Regions from separate parts of the Mus musculus genome. Here regions 1 and 3 are each linked to region 2. The links are chromatin contacts, called in public Hi-C and HiChIP or PLAC-seq maps. All regions are on one chromosome and are shown on one strand. Each heading gives the region's core, a stretch centred on a gene start, on an enhancer-like site or on the middle of the called end of the contact. The rest is flanking DNA. Distances are from core to core; before and after follow the strand shown. Region 1 holds the start of 6720473M11Rik (RIKEN cDNA 6720473M11 gene). Region 2 holds the start of Zfp174 (zinc finger protein 174). Region 3 has its middle 19 kb from the start of Mefv.

Region 1 (3,766 bases), core at 407-2,906, 210 kb after region 2:
ACCAACCAAACTTGTAACACATGAACCTGAAACACATGTATCAGAAATCCCTGAGTAAGCATTACTACTAATCCCATTGGCATTAAAAGAATGATATCAAGAGCTGGTTTAGTGGTTAAAAGGCTGGCTGTTATTCCAGAGGACCTGGTTTGATTCCCAACACTCATGTAGCACCTAAAGTTTATAACTCCAATTCCAGAGGATGCAGTGCAGTTATCTAGTCATCACAGGAACTGCACACAGATAGTACATGGCCAAACATACAAGCAAAGCATTCATACACTTAAATAAAAAAAATCTCAAAAAATTAAAGAATAATAAAGAAATACTATGAAGAAATCTTCTCACAAATTAAAAAAATCTATGTGAAAGAGACCAGTCCCTTTTAAAAAGTTTTATTCAGTTCCTTCCAGTCAGTGCCAGCCCCTGGACACCTTACGCATGAACCCTGTGGATGGTCCCATGTTCCCCAGAGGACTCACCACTAAGCAGGCGTCCTAGCATGCCCAGGATCTTAGGATCACTGGTAAGTGGAACACAACATCTGTTTGAATGCAACCGGGAGGGGCCTGTGCCAGCAGGATCAGGGACACAGGAAACCTACCCATCCAGAGGCTTGGTTCCTTCTTGTCAGTGCTGGTCTACCTTGGTTTTGAACACAATGGACAGCCCTCAGTCCCCAGAGAAGGTAACACTTCCAGGTGCTGTAACATGTACAGGATCTTAGGAGTCCAGGATCCCAGCATCCCAGGAGCTTGGTCACACCAGGATCTCGGGGTCTCAGAGAAAGCTTGACTACCAAGAACTCTGACACTCCCAGAATCTCAGGTTCACAGGATACCGGGAACCTGAGAAAGCTGGACTCTGAGGAGTTCTGAGTCAACTGGGATTACAGGAAGGACAGGCTCCAATCAGATATACTGAGGGCAGTGAGCACTTGAGATAATCAGATCGCAGGAGGCAATTATAAGAACAGAAGCAACAGAAACTAAGGTTACTTGGCATCATCAGAACCAACCTCTCCCACCATAGCAAATCCTGGATACACCATTACACCAGAAAAGCAAGATATGGATCTAAAGTCACTTCTCATGATGATGATGGAGTACTCTAGGAAGGAAATAAATAACTCCCTTAAAGAAATACAGGAGAAAACATCCAATAAGGTGAAAGAATTGAACAAAACCATGAAAGATCTAAAAATAGAAGTAGAAACAATAAAGAAATCACAAAGGGAAGTCACTCTGGAAATAGAAAACCTAGGAAAGAAGTCAGGAGCCATTGATGCAAGCATAACCAACAGAATACAAGAGATAGAAGAGAGAATCTCAGGTGCAGAAGATACCATAGAAAACATTGACACAACAATCAAAGAAAATGTGAAATGCAAAAAGATCCTACCCCAAAACAACCAGGAAATCCAGGACACAATGAGAAGACCAAACCTAAGGATAATTGGTATAGACGAGAAGGAAGATTTCCAACTTAATGGGCCAGTAAATATCTTCAACAAAATTAAAGAAGAATGTGGAAAGCCGCAATATATGTGCGGTCACTAGATGGTGCTAAACCTCCATCGTGCCAAACCGATCTCTTTGTCTAGATCGGGCTCTTGTGCGCAGGTCCAAAGAGCAAAAGCCCGCCAAAAAGTCACCAGTCCATCTCCCAGGGCACTAGCCGAACCCCTGAGGGCTATAGCCTGTCCCCAGGGTGCATGAGAATCCCGAGTTAAGCTACCAGTCCTAGTTAAACACGTCACACCTTAGGGTATATAAGCCACACACGTTTCTGAGCCTTCTTTGTCTACCTCATTATGTTGTGAAATAAAGTAACCACGGAAGGATCTGTGTGTCCTGTGTGTGTTACTGCGGGCAGGGACAAAGCTCAGGATAGTTGGTGCTTGGAACCCGGGAATACGCCTTACCAATGCGCCCAGAGAGAAGACCCTCCGACCAACCGGAGCAGATTCAGAACCTTGGTGGATTCAGCTCCGAGAGGATACTGGTACGTGACTTTAATCCTTCTTAATCCCTCCTCTTAACTTGAAGGTGGCACTGAAAGCCTTTTGTTCTCGTGCTGGCTGTGTTAACCCTATTTCTTCTGGTTTTATCCTGCGCTCACCAGAAATGGTGCTGAAAAATTTTGACTGTTGTTAAGCACGGTCAGATGGACGTATATAAGCCGCAGTGCTTGTCCCATATTTAAGCCTCTCCTGTAGATAAAGGAGCAGTATGGGAACTTCACATTCTGTGATTACAGCGCTCCGGTCTGTGTTAAAGCAGCGTGAGATAAAAATCTCTACAAGAACCTTAGAAACATTCATCAGGGAAATTGAACGTATATCACCTTGGTACGAGTGTTCAGGGTCGTTAACTCTTTCCTCTTGGGAGAAATTAAGGGAAGACTTAGCTAAGGAACAACAGAATGGGAAATTAAAGGCAGGGACCATGCCGTTATGGAAACTGGTAAGATCGTGCCTGGAGGATGAGAGATGCCGTCCAGCAATAATAACAGGACAAGGGGTATTGGAAGAACTACAAGACAGTATGCCAGAAACGGAGCAGTGTGATAGGTTAAGAGCTCAAAAAAGGAAAAATGTGCACAAGAAGCAAAGCCCTTCCAAAGACCTTGAGTCTGAGGAAGTGAAAAATTTGGGAATAAATTCCCAGGGAGAGAAAAGAGATAAGGAGAAAGTTCAGGAAAAGAAAAGCCTTTATCCGGTAAAGGAACTAGAGGCTTTGAGGCTTGATAGTTTAAAATCAGATGAGCTTAGTTCCTCTGAGGAAGAGGAGTTAGAATATGAGGCAGCTCACTATAAAAAAGAAAGATACCATCCAGATGAAAGGCAAGTGAAAAAATCAGAGACAAAAATTAAAGTTACTGGAGACACAGAGCAGGCCACCTCTAGGCCTTCTAGTCTCAATACTCCTCCACCTTATGTGGAGAAATTTTATTCTGATTCTTTTCTTTCAAAGGAGGAAAAGAAAAAATTATATCAGGCATTTCCTGTCTTTGAAGCTGCAGATGTAGGGCGAGTACACGCCCCTGTGGAGTATATTCAGATAAAAGAACTTGCTGAGTAGGTTCGCAATTATGGAGTTAGTGCCAATTTCACTATCTCCCAAATTGAAAGATTTACAACTTTAGCCATGACTCCAGGAGACTGGAAGACAACAGTGAAGGCTGCACTCCCTAACATGGGACAATATATGGAGTGGAAAGCCTTGTGGCATGATGCTTCTCAGGCGCAGGCCAAGGTCAATGCCACTGCTGAAGGCAATCAGAGAAATTGGACATTTGAATTATTAACAGGACAAGGGAAATATGCTAATAATCAGACGAATTATGATTGGGGAGCATACACTCAAATCTCCGCTGCTGCCATTAAGGCGTGGAAAGCACTTTCCAAAAAGGGAGAGTCTGGAAGATACTTGACAAAAATTATACAAAATCCCCAGGAGTCATTCTCAGACTTTGTAGCTAGAATGATGGAGGCAGCAGGCAGAATTTTTGGAGACTCTGAACAGGCAATGCCTTTAGTGGAACAGTTGATTTATGAGCAAGCCACTCAAGAATGCAGAGCAGCAATTACACCCAGAAAGAGCAAAGGATTGCAAGATTGGTTAAGGGTATGTCGTGAGCTTGGAGGCCCCTTAACTAATGCAGGGTTAGCGGCTGCCACCCTGCAGGGCCAAAGGTGTTCAGATACAAATAATAATAACAGGGTCTGCTATAACTGTGGCAAACCAGGGCATATGAGAAGGGA
Region 2 (3,525 bases), core at 750-3,249:
CAAAGGGAAAGCAGGCAGAGCAAAAAGAATGAGGTTGCCTCACAATCAGCCAGCCTTCCCAGGTAGTGCCCACAGCTTGGGCCAAGATCATCAAAAGAGAGCTGCAAAACTACTGAATCATCATGAACAATGCTCCCCTCTCTACTTCTGCTAGAGACAGGCCCCGTGAGAATGGTAAGGGGCCACTGAAAGCCATTCCAACTTGGTAAGTTTTCCTGCCAAAGAGGACCAGGACACTCAGATCCAGCAAAGCTGCCCCACCTGTCACTTGCTTCCTTTTGTGGCTCCAGCTGGGCTTTCACTTGGGGAAGGGGGTGGGGCAAGACACCTGAGAACTGAGTTGAGACTTTCCCATTCAAAGGCAATATGGTAGACACTTCACTGGAACAAAGTCCACAGAGCTTCACCAAAATTAGTTTCCTATGGAACAGGCTAGACCTGTTGGCTAAGAATTCTGATTGTAGCAAAGCTTCAAGATGTGGGTCAGGGAAGACCTGACAGTAGAGATTCCTTAAAACTACTCTTATGGGGGCTGGAGAGATGGCTCAGAGGTTAAGAGCACTGACTGCTCTTCCAAAGGTCCTGAGTTCAAATCCCAGCTCACAAACATCCGTAATGAGATCTGACGCCCTCTGCTGGTGTATCTGAAGACAGCTACAGTGTACTTAGATATAATAAATAAAAATCTTAAAAAACAAACAAACAAAACCTACTCTTACAAGGTTGGAGTCTCTGAAGGAATAGCTTAGTTCTCTGCTTCCTCACTGGGTGCCAGTGGCTCGGTTTTCTGAAACCCTGGTTATGGCTTTGGGGGATAAGGGGATTCCTCCAGGCTGGAAGCAACTTTTGAAGCCTGGAATCTCTAACTAGGGATCATGAGACAAAACACTACCTCAAAAGACAACAAAAACATTACCTAGGACCCACAGAAATAGGACCCTCCTTACCCACTGCTTTGGTTTTTTGGATGTTCTGTGCAAATCTTCCACCAGAGTCACAATCTCCCTGCTGCTCTTTGGATACCGATGCCAGACCTGTGCCTGGATCTCTGGAGGTAGGATGACCAGAAACTGCTCCATCACCAGGAGCTCCAAAATCTGCTCTTTAGTGTGTAGTTCAGGCTGCAGCCACTGTCTGCAGAGCTGTTGAAGGCAGGAGAGCGCTTCCTGGGGCCCAGACACTTCTTGATAGCAAAAGTGTCTGAAGCCCTGGCGGGAAAGCTCAGGGTCAGGATAGGCTTTTTGCTGAGGGGGGCCACGGTTTTCTTCCAGCTTCATTATTATGTGTCTCTCTTGCTTGTCAGAATCCTCAGTGTGGGTGCTCAAAGTTATCTCCATTCTAGCTGCCATTTTGGGGGCTCTGGGAACAATGTGTCACTCTAATGGTAAACTGATTATGTCTTCTGGGTCCTTGCTCTGGAGAAATCTGAAGGCTAGAAAAATGTTAGGAACGAAGCCTCCCTGGAAGGACTGCAAAGACATAGCTTTCTCATTTGCTAGTCTTTATCCCAGACTCTGAAAACAAAATAGTTCCCGGTCTTTTCGTCAGTTTTTAAGGAGAAAAGTCATAATACCCCAGAAGGGCACTGGAGAGAATATTTTATTTTTGTATCTGGCGAAATTCACAACGCGTTAGGGCCGGTAGAGGAATCCCCAGGGAAAGTTTAAGCTATCATCTTGTGGGTAGCTCGCACCAACTCTCCGGCATCTGGCAGACACCGACCTGATCCAGCACCTCTGAGCGAAGCAGAGCCAAGGCCACAGCGCGACCAATGCGTGGTTAAGGATAGGGAGTGCGGCTCCGCGGCCCAGTCAGCTCGGACACGCAGCTCCACAGCAGTGTTGGGTGTCAGTTCCAGTAGCCACCTGCGACACCACGTTCTGAGGCAGCTCAGAAGCCAGTGCCCGCCTGCAGGTGACCCACCTTGCCAGAGACTGGACACCGGGAACCCTAGAGCACAGTCTAGGGGAGGAGCCGGAGCCCCGCCACGGAGACGCCCACTGGCTCCAAGAGCTACCCACGGGAAGGCCCGCCTCTCCTCTACAGGACTGGGTCTCCAGGACACTGCTAATCTTTTATTGGCTGTTTGATTTATCAATCAGTCGCAGTGCCTCTTGGGAGTCGTAGTTCAGTGGCTAGTCCCGGAGCGTTCGCAATGTACTGCCTAATACCAGATAGTTGGCAGTCACTCGGTTGGCTGAGGGAATTTGGGGCAGCAGAAAGTGCGAGGGGTCCAGCGAGTCCTCCGTATGGGGGGCTTCAGGTCAGGTCTCATATTGGCCGGGAGGGCCTCCCTCTTAGGACATGTCTGTGGTGTACTTGAAACAGGACCCAGGGGTTGGACGAACCCGCTGAAACTCATTCTCCATAGCAGGATCTTAACTTTCTTCGACCTCGCCTCTAGGCTTTTTCCTATTCTTGCGTGGTCTAACCTTCGCAAATGACTCAACGAATGCAAACACGTAGGAAACAAAGTAGTTTGCCCACTGCATGGGCTATCTTCAGAGTCTGAGGTAAAGCCTGACAACCTGGTACCATCTACGATGTGCAATGGTGAGAGATCAGTCTCTGTCTTCACAATCAATGAAGCAATAATTATGTGATGAATGGAACTTACGAGGTCAGTGTGGGGGTCATTAAACCAGGAGAGCATCTATTAGACTTTCTTGAGTTTCACGAAGTACGGGATATGAGAGAAAGTGTAAGGCAACTACAACTTCTCTTACTTGAAGACCAACCTTAACTTTTTCCGTACACATCTTCGTATGCTTGAAGACTTTGGACCCTCTCCCCACATACTAACAGCTTAACATTTCCAAAAATAGTTTCTCCTATGATTTTTGCCTTTCTTTCACAGCTCTCGTTTATTTTAAAATTTATTTATTTAAAGGTGTATGGTGTTTTGCCTGCCTGTCTGTCTGTGTATCACATGTGCCTGCTGCCCATGAAAGCCAGAAGAGAATGTTGGAATCCCCTGAAACTGGAGAGTTGTGAGCTCTGGTGTGGGTGCTGGGAATCAAACCCAGACCCTCTGGAAGAGCAGCCAGTGCTATATACAGTGAACTGCCTCTCCAGCTCCTTTTATTTTTATTCGTTATATATAATCTTTTTGTTGTTCTGAGACTTCTCACAATGTAGCCCAGTGTATAATCCTTCAACCTCTGCTTCCTCAGTGTGGATGAAAGGCATGTGCAAGCATGCTCTAGAAAACTTTCAATTTTTTTCCCTTAAGGCTGGGAGATAGCTCAGTTGATATAGTGCTTGCCAAACAAGCATGTGAAAAATCTGGATGTGATGATGAGCTCTTGTAATTCCCATACTGGGGAGGTGGAGGGAGAGCAGGTGGATCATTGGAACTCCCTGCCCTCCTACACTAGCCTAGGAGCTAATTTCTAGGCCAATGAGAGATCCTGCCTTAAAATAGGAAGATGGAAAAAAGAAAAACACACAAACAAACAAACAAACCCCATGAGGCAGGCCTCTAGAGGCCTTCTAGAGGGTTTGGGTTGTATTCTAAGCACTGTG
Region 3 (4,012 bases), core at 615-3,114, 150 kb after region 2:
TTACTGACCCCATTTCTTCTCATTTTTCTGCTTTTACCAATCATACCCTGCCTTATCAATTTCCTCTCTGCAGTTTTCCAATGACAAATTAAAAAACTCTCTAGTCTAACAACTAATCAGTTACTGTTACAGGACCACCAGCCCACTAGCCACAGAGTCTGAGGTGTGAGCCACACACACTGGTGTGTCCTGATGGTGAGGATGACAACACCCCCAGACAGCAGGAAGTGGGCCAAACAGCAGGATGCTCTCCTTCCCGCCTCAGCCTCAGTCATCCCTTTCTAGTTCCTCCTTTTTATAATATACAAAATGGAGGAATGTTAGCAACTAGGCATCTCCACCACCTGCCACAGGGACCAGAGTTAGCAGGATAAGTCATTACTAGATGACAAGCTGGGACACATTCCCACTGTCACCACCACTGGCCGGCCTACAAGCTCCAGGGAGTCCCCAAATTTCTACCTCATCAGCACTGGAATTATGCCTGGCCTTTTAAAAACCAAACCAAACCAAACCAAACCAAACCAATAAAACATGTTTTCTACTGTTCACTCATTTAAGTTCTGTATAGTAAACTTTTGTATGTAAGTGGATACCTTCCAAAAACTTTTGTTGCCTGTTTTCAAAGTCTATATGAAAACTACACAGTTTTCATACTCTATATTTTAAGCCATGGTTAAATGAGTTGGCTACTATTGGTGTTGACACACTTAAAAAGAGAAAAGTTTACTACGTCTACATTGTCATATTTTCTATGACTGGAGGCTGGCATTTCATTCATGGAAGTGTGGTGATATGACAGCTACCCTTAACCTGTGCACTGTGTTTTCTCTGTCATGACCTGCACTAACCCAGTCATGGAGTGCTCAGACTGAGTGATAATTTGCATGGGTGGGTCCCCCGTGATGACTAAAGAGAGGTAACACATAGCCACACATAAGGGCCACTAGCCCTGGAATGCCAGGAGATCCTAGTCACCTGTGTGTGAGATAAGAACAGGCCTGTGGGGTGTGAACAGCTGCCTCTGCTTCTGGAAAACATGCTTGTTGCCATGGGAAAGGGTTGAAATGGTATTTTTACTACAATATAGCAGGAAAGTAAGAAACAACGGAGGACATGAAACAATTCTGCCCAGCTGTGGATTCGTGGAAACACTCCTTTCTGATGTCTGCCTTAAAACCTCACCTTAAACCCCTTGCCATTCTGTATGCTGTCCTGCTCTAAGGCTGCTTCCTCCTGCTGGCAGTAAGATTAGATTCATTTAATCTAAATTTGAAAGTGCCCGAGTCTTTAGTTTCTCCCAGTGGATTTGAATGCCACAACAGAGGATTAAGGGAATCTGTGCCCATGACTTGTCTAACCCTCATCAGTACTTCACTGTAAAGAATAAATAAAGAAATAGAGTTGGTGGGTCACACTTGGTTTCCCGGCACTCAGGAGGCTGAGGTAGGAGACCACCATGACTTACAGGTCAGAAAGGATCACTAGTCTGTGAGAGGCCAAAAACGAATAGAGAAATGAAAACTCTTTTAAAATATGACCGCATTAGTAAACTGGAACCCAAGTGCCGCCCAGCATGCAGGTTCTGCTGATGCCTCAAGGCAGAGAGGACACCGCACTGAACACACCCAGCGGGCATGCCCAGGAGGTCCTGGACTCTCAGGTGTGCTGCCAAGGAAGCCAAGGCCAATCACTCCCACCCCCTCCTCCTGGTGGTCTCCCTGTAGCAGTTTGGAGGGAACTACATTTCCCAGTGAGCACTGGACACTAGATTGGCCGCTCACGGTGATACGCAGGCCCACTAGGGAGGACCAGAACTAGCTTCCTGTTCCTGTTTCTCTAGTGAGTCACAAGTGTGGTTTTTGCCTGTCAGGCCTCCCTTGGGCCCTCAGAGATCTATCAACCAGCAGTCAGCCTCGTCTTTTCAGGCACTGAGTACGTGCTCTAAGAGTTGAGGCTTCCATACTGAAAATGGCTCACGGATGTGATCTCACAGAGGCAGAGACAGTGAGCCTCCCTGAAGAAACCGGGGCTTGATGTCCTTGAAACTGAAGGTGGCAAGTTCCTAGTGATTGCTGACAGTCTTTAATCTTTAAGGGCACTCAGAAGGTCAGGACAAGAGATCCACGCCTAGCTTTCAGGATCATTTTCAGAATCCAGGTTTTAACACTGAAGGCTGTGAATGCCAAAGGCATAGTGTAGTGAAGACAAACAACCAGGCTGGGACGGCTAATGGGAGGGTGACCATCATCCCTTACTGAGATGCTAGAGCAGTTAGGGTATTATGTATACCCCCAAGAGTTCGAAGGTTTACCTTAGGCTGATTAGTGGCTCTGACCCAGTGGGCCTTAGATGTCTCCTGCCTCTGAACAGCGGCAAGAAAGGGTTTTGTGTGGACACCTTCAGCGGTCTCGAGTGTTTCCTCTGCCCTGGAGTCAACTTTTCCTGACGGTACAAAGTGGGAACCCTGGGTTTCTTGTCTTCTAGCCCATTTCTCTTTGTGAAATCATGAAATAAACTACAACTCCTATATTGGATTTGCACTTAATTATTCTTTAAATTTACTTTTCGAGACAGAGTTCCTCTGTAGTCGTGGCTGCCCTGGAACTCATGCTGTAGACCAGGCTGGCCTTGAACTCACAGATATCCACCTGCCTATGCCTCCTGAGTGCTGGGATTAAAGTCTTGTACCGCCACCATCATCACGTGGATATTGCACTTCACATTTTCAAGGAAGATGGTTCTTAACAGTCTGCCAGCTGTCATTCTTCTCCTGTTTGGCTCAGGGCATTCCGTTCAGAGTCTCCTAATCAGAGATCTTCCCTTTCAATTTCGGCATCCTGCCTTAGCAAGCTATCATATCTTTCTGGTTCAGACCTCAAATGTACACAGCACCTAACTTGAGTATTGGCAGTGTACTCATGCCCTACCTAGTCTTGAAGGTAATTTCTAGTTTCTCTGTCTGAGTTCAGGCTATCTGGTGAATTTCCTTCAGTGAAAGAGGTGGCTCCTGAAGCTTCCAGAAAGGAGTGTGATTTTATTTTATTTTATTTTACTTTTGTTATTAAAAATCATGATGACTACAAAAATGGTTCTTTTAGCCACAAAGGTAAAGCAGTTTGAACCATTTGCACCTTTTCTATGTCCACCCCAGGTCCTGAATAATAGCACAGAGACTTATTTATTTAATCATGCCTAGGCCTTAGCTTAGGCTTGTTCTTCTAATTAATTTATATTACACTGCTCTGTGTCTAGTGAATTACCTCTCCTCGGTTTCTGATATCTGACTTTCTCCTCATCTCAGTGGTGGGTCTTCCTGTGTTAGATTCTTTCCCGGAGCTTTGTTCTTTACCCAGAAGTCCTGCCTTCCTATTCTCATTTGCTATAGGCCATAGGCTTTTTATTCTGACCAATCAGAAGGTGCCTTAGACTGGCAAAGAAAGACAGAGACACAACTTCACTCAATGTGCAAAATCACCACTCCCACATACAATAAAAGGCTCTATCTCTAACAACAATAAACTATATACAATAAGAACAATTGTGAAAATTATCAGGTAAGAATTACATTCACAGTGTCCAGTCCATATGTATTTGGCAAACTTGGAAAAAAAGTACTATCTATTTTATCTTGATGAGTTCAAATTTCTCCACTTAAATTATTTTCTAACATAACTTGAATTTGCCAACCTATAAATATCGTTTTAGACTTTAAAATATTACTTAAATTCTAATCAACTTAAAGTTAATTGTGAGACTATAACTAACTAACTAACTAACTAACTAACAAACTAACTAACTAACTATAGTTTTCAACCCCATCAGAGACCTGAGAAAGATAAATACTGACCGAGTAAACAGGAAGTGCAGAGAATGATGGAGGTTGCTGGCTATCTAGGGAGTCAATGTTTCTCTGCTTGTTGAAGTACCATCTTCAGCGTTCTGGCCCAGAATATCTGACAGACTTTTCTGTGAAGCAGATGTTGAAGAACTTGACCATCTTGTCTCAGCA

Evidence for each region. Hi-C and Micro-C count contacts between places; a contact is called where the count stands out from the background. HiChIP or PLAC-seq counts read pairs in DNA pulled down with a chosen protein or histone mark.
Region 1: a contact with region 2 is called in an H3K4me3 HiChIP or PLAC-seq map of bone marrow-derived macrophages, with 5 times the contacts expected there. The contact joins the promoter of 6720473M11Rik here to the promoter of Zfp174 in region 2. A contact is called at or near these places in 1 of 39 promoter capture datasets (the C10 cell line) and 1 of 115 datasets of contacts at active chromatin or transcription factors (bone marrow-derived macrophages).
Region 3: a Hi-C map of bone marrow-derived macrophages shows a contact between it and region 2, with 3 times the contacts expected there. The contact joins the enhancer-like site here to the promoter of Zfp174 in region 2. A contact is called at or near these places in 2 of 39 promoter capture datasets (the C10 cell line and neutrophils), 2 of 484 Hi-C or Micro-C datasets (the Ba/F3 cell line and bone marrow-derived macrophages), 3 of 115 datasets of contacts at active chromatin or transcription factors (bone marrow-derived macrophages, effector CD8 T cells and pancreatic cancer cells) and 2 of 9 other capture datasets (adipose tissue and pancreatic islet).

What each region holds. Positions count from the first base shown.
Region 1 is chr16:3,631,078-3,634,843 of GRCm38.p6, reverse strand. 6720473M11Rik (RIKEN cDNA 6720473M11 gene) reads left to right here and starts at 1,656. Exons shown (of 2, transcript NR_165178.1): 1 at 1,656-2,004.
Region 2 is chr16:3,845,697-3,849,221 of GRCm38.p6, reverse strand. It overlaps Zfp174 (zinc finger protein 174), which reads right to left and starts at 1,999. Exons shown (of 3, transcript NM_001081217.1): 1 at 948-1,999. The coding sequence starts at 1,349.
Region 3 is chr16:3,697,298-3,701,309 of GRCm38.p6, reverse strand. No RefSeq gene overlaps it. Among named protein-coding and RNA genes, the nearest start is that of Mefv, 19 kb to the left of the region's middle. Within about 2 kb of position 1,864, at least 68 of the 459 cell types and tissues checked have an H3K27ac peak or open chromatin away from gene starts, as enhancers often do. A contact at or near this core is called in the Ba/F3 cell line, adipose tissue, bone marrow-derived macrophages and 1 more, where this site is marked.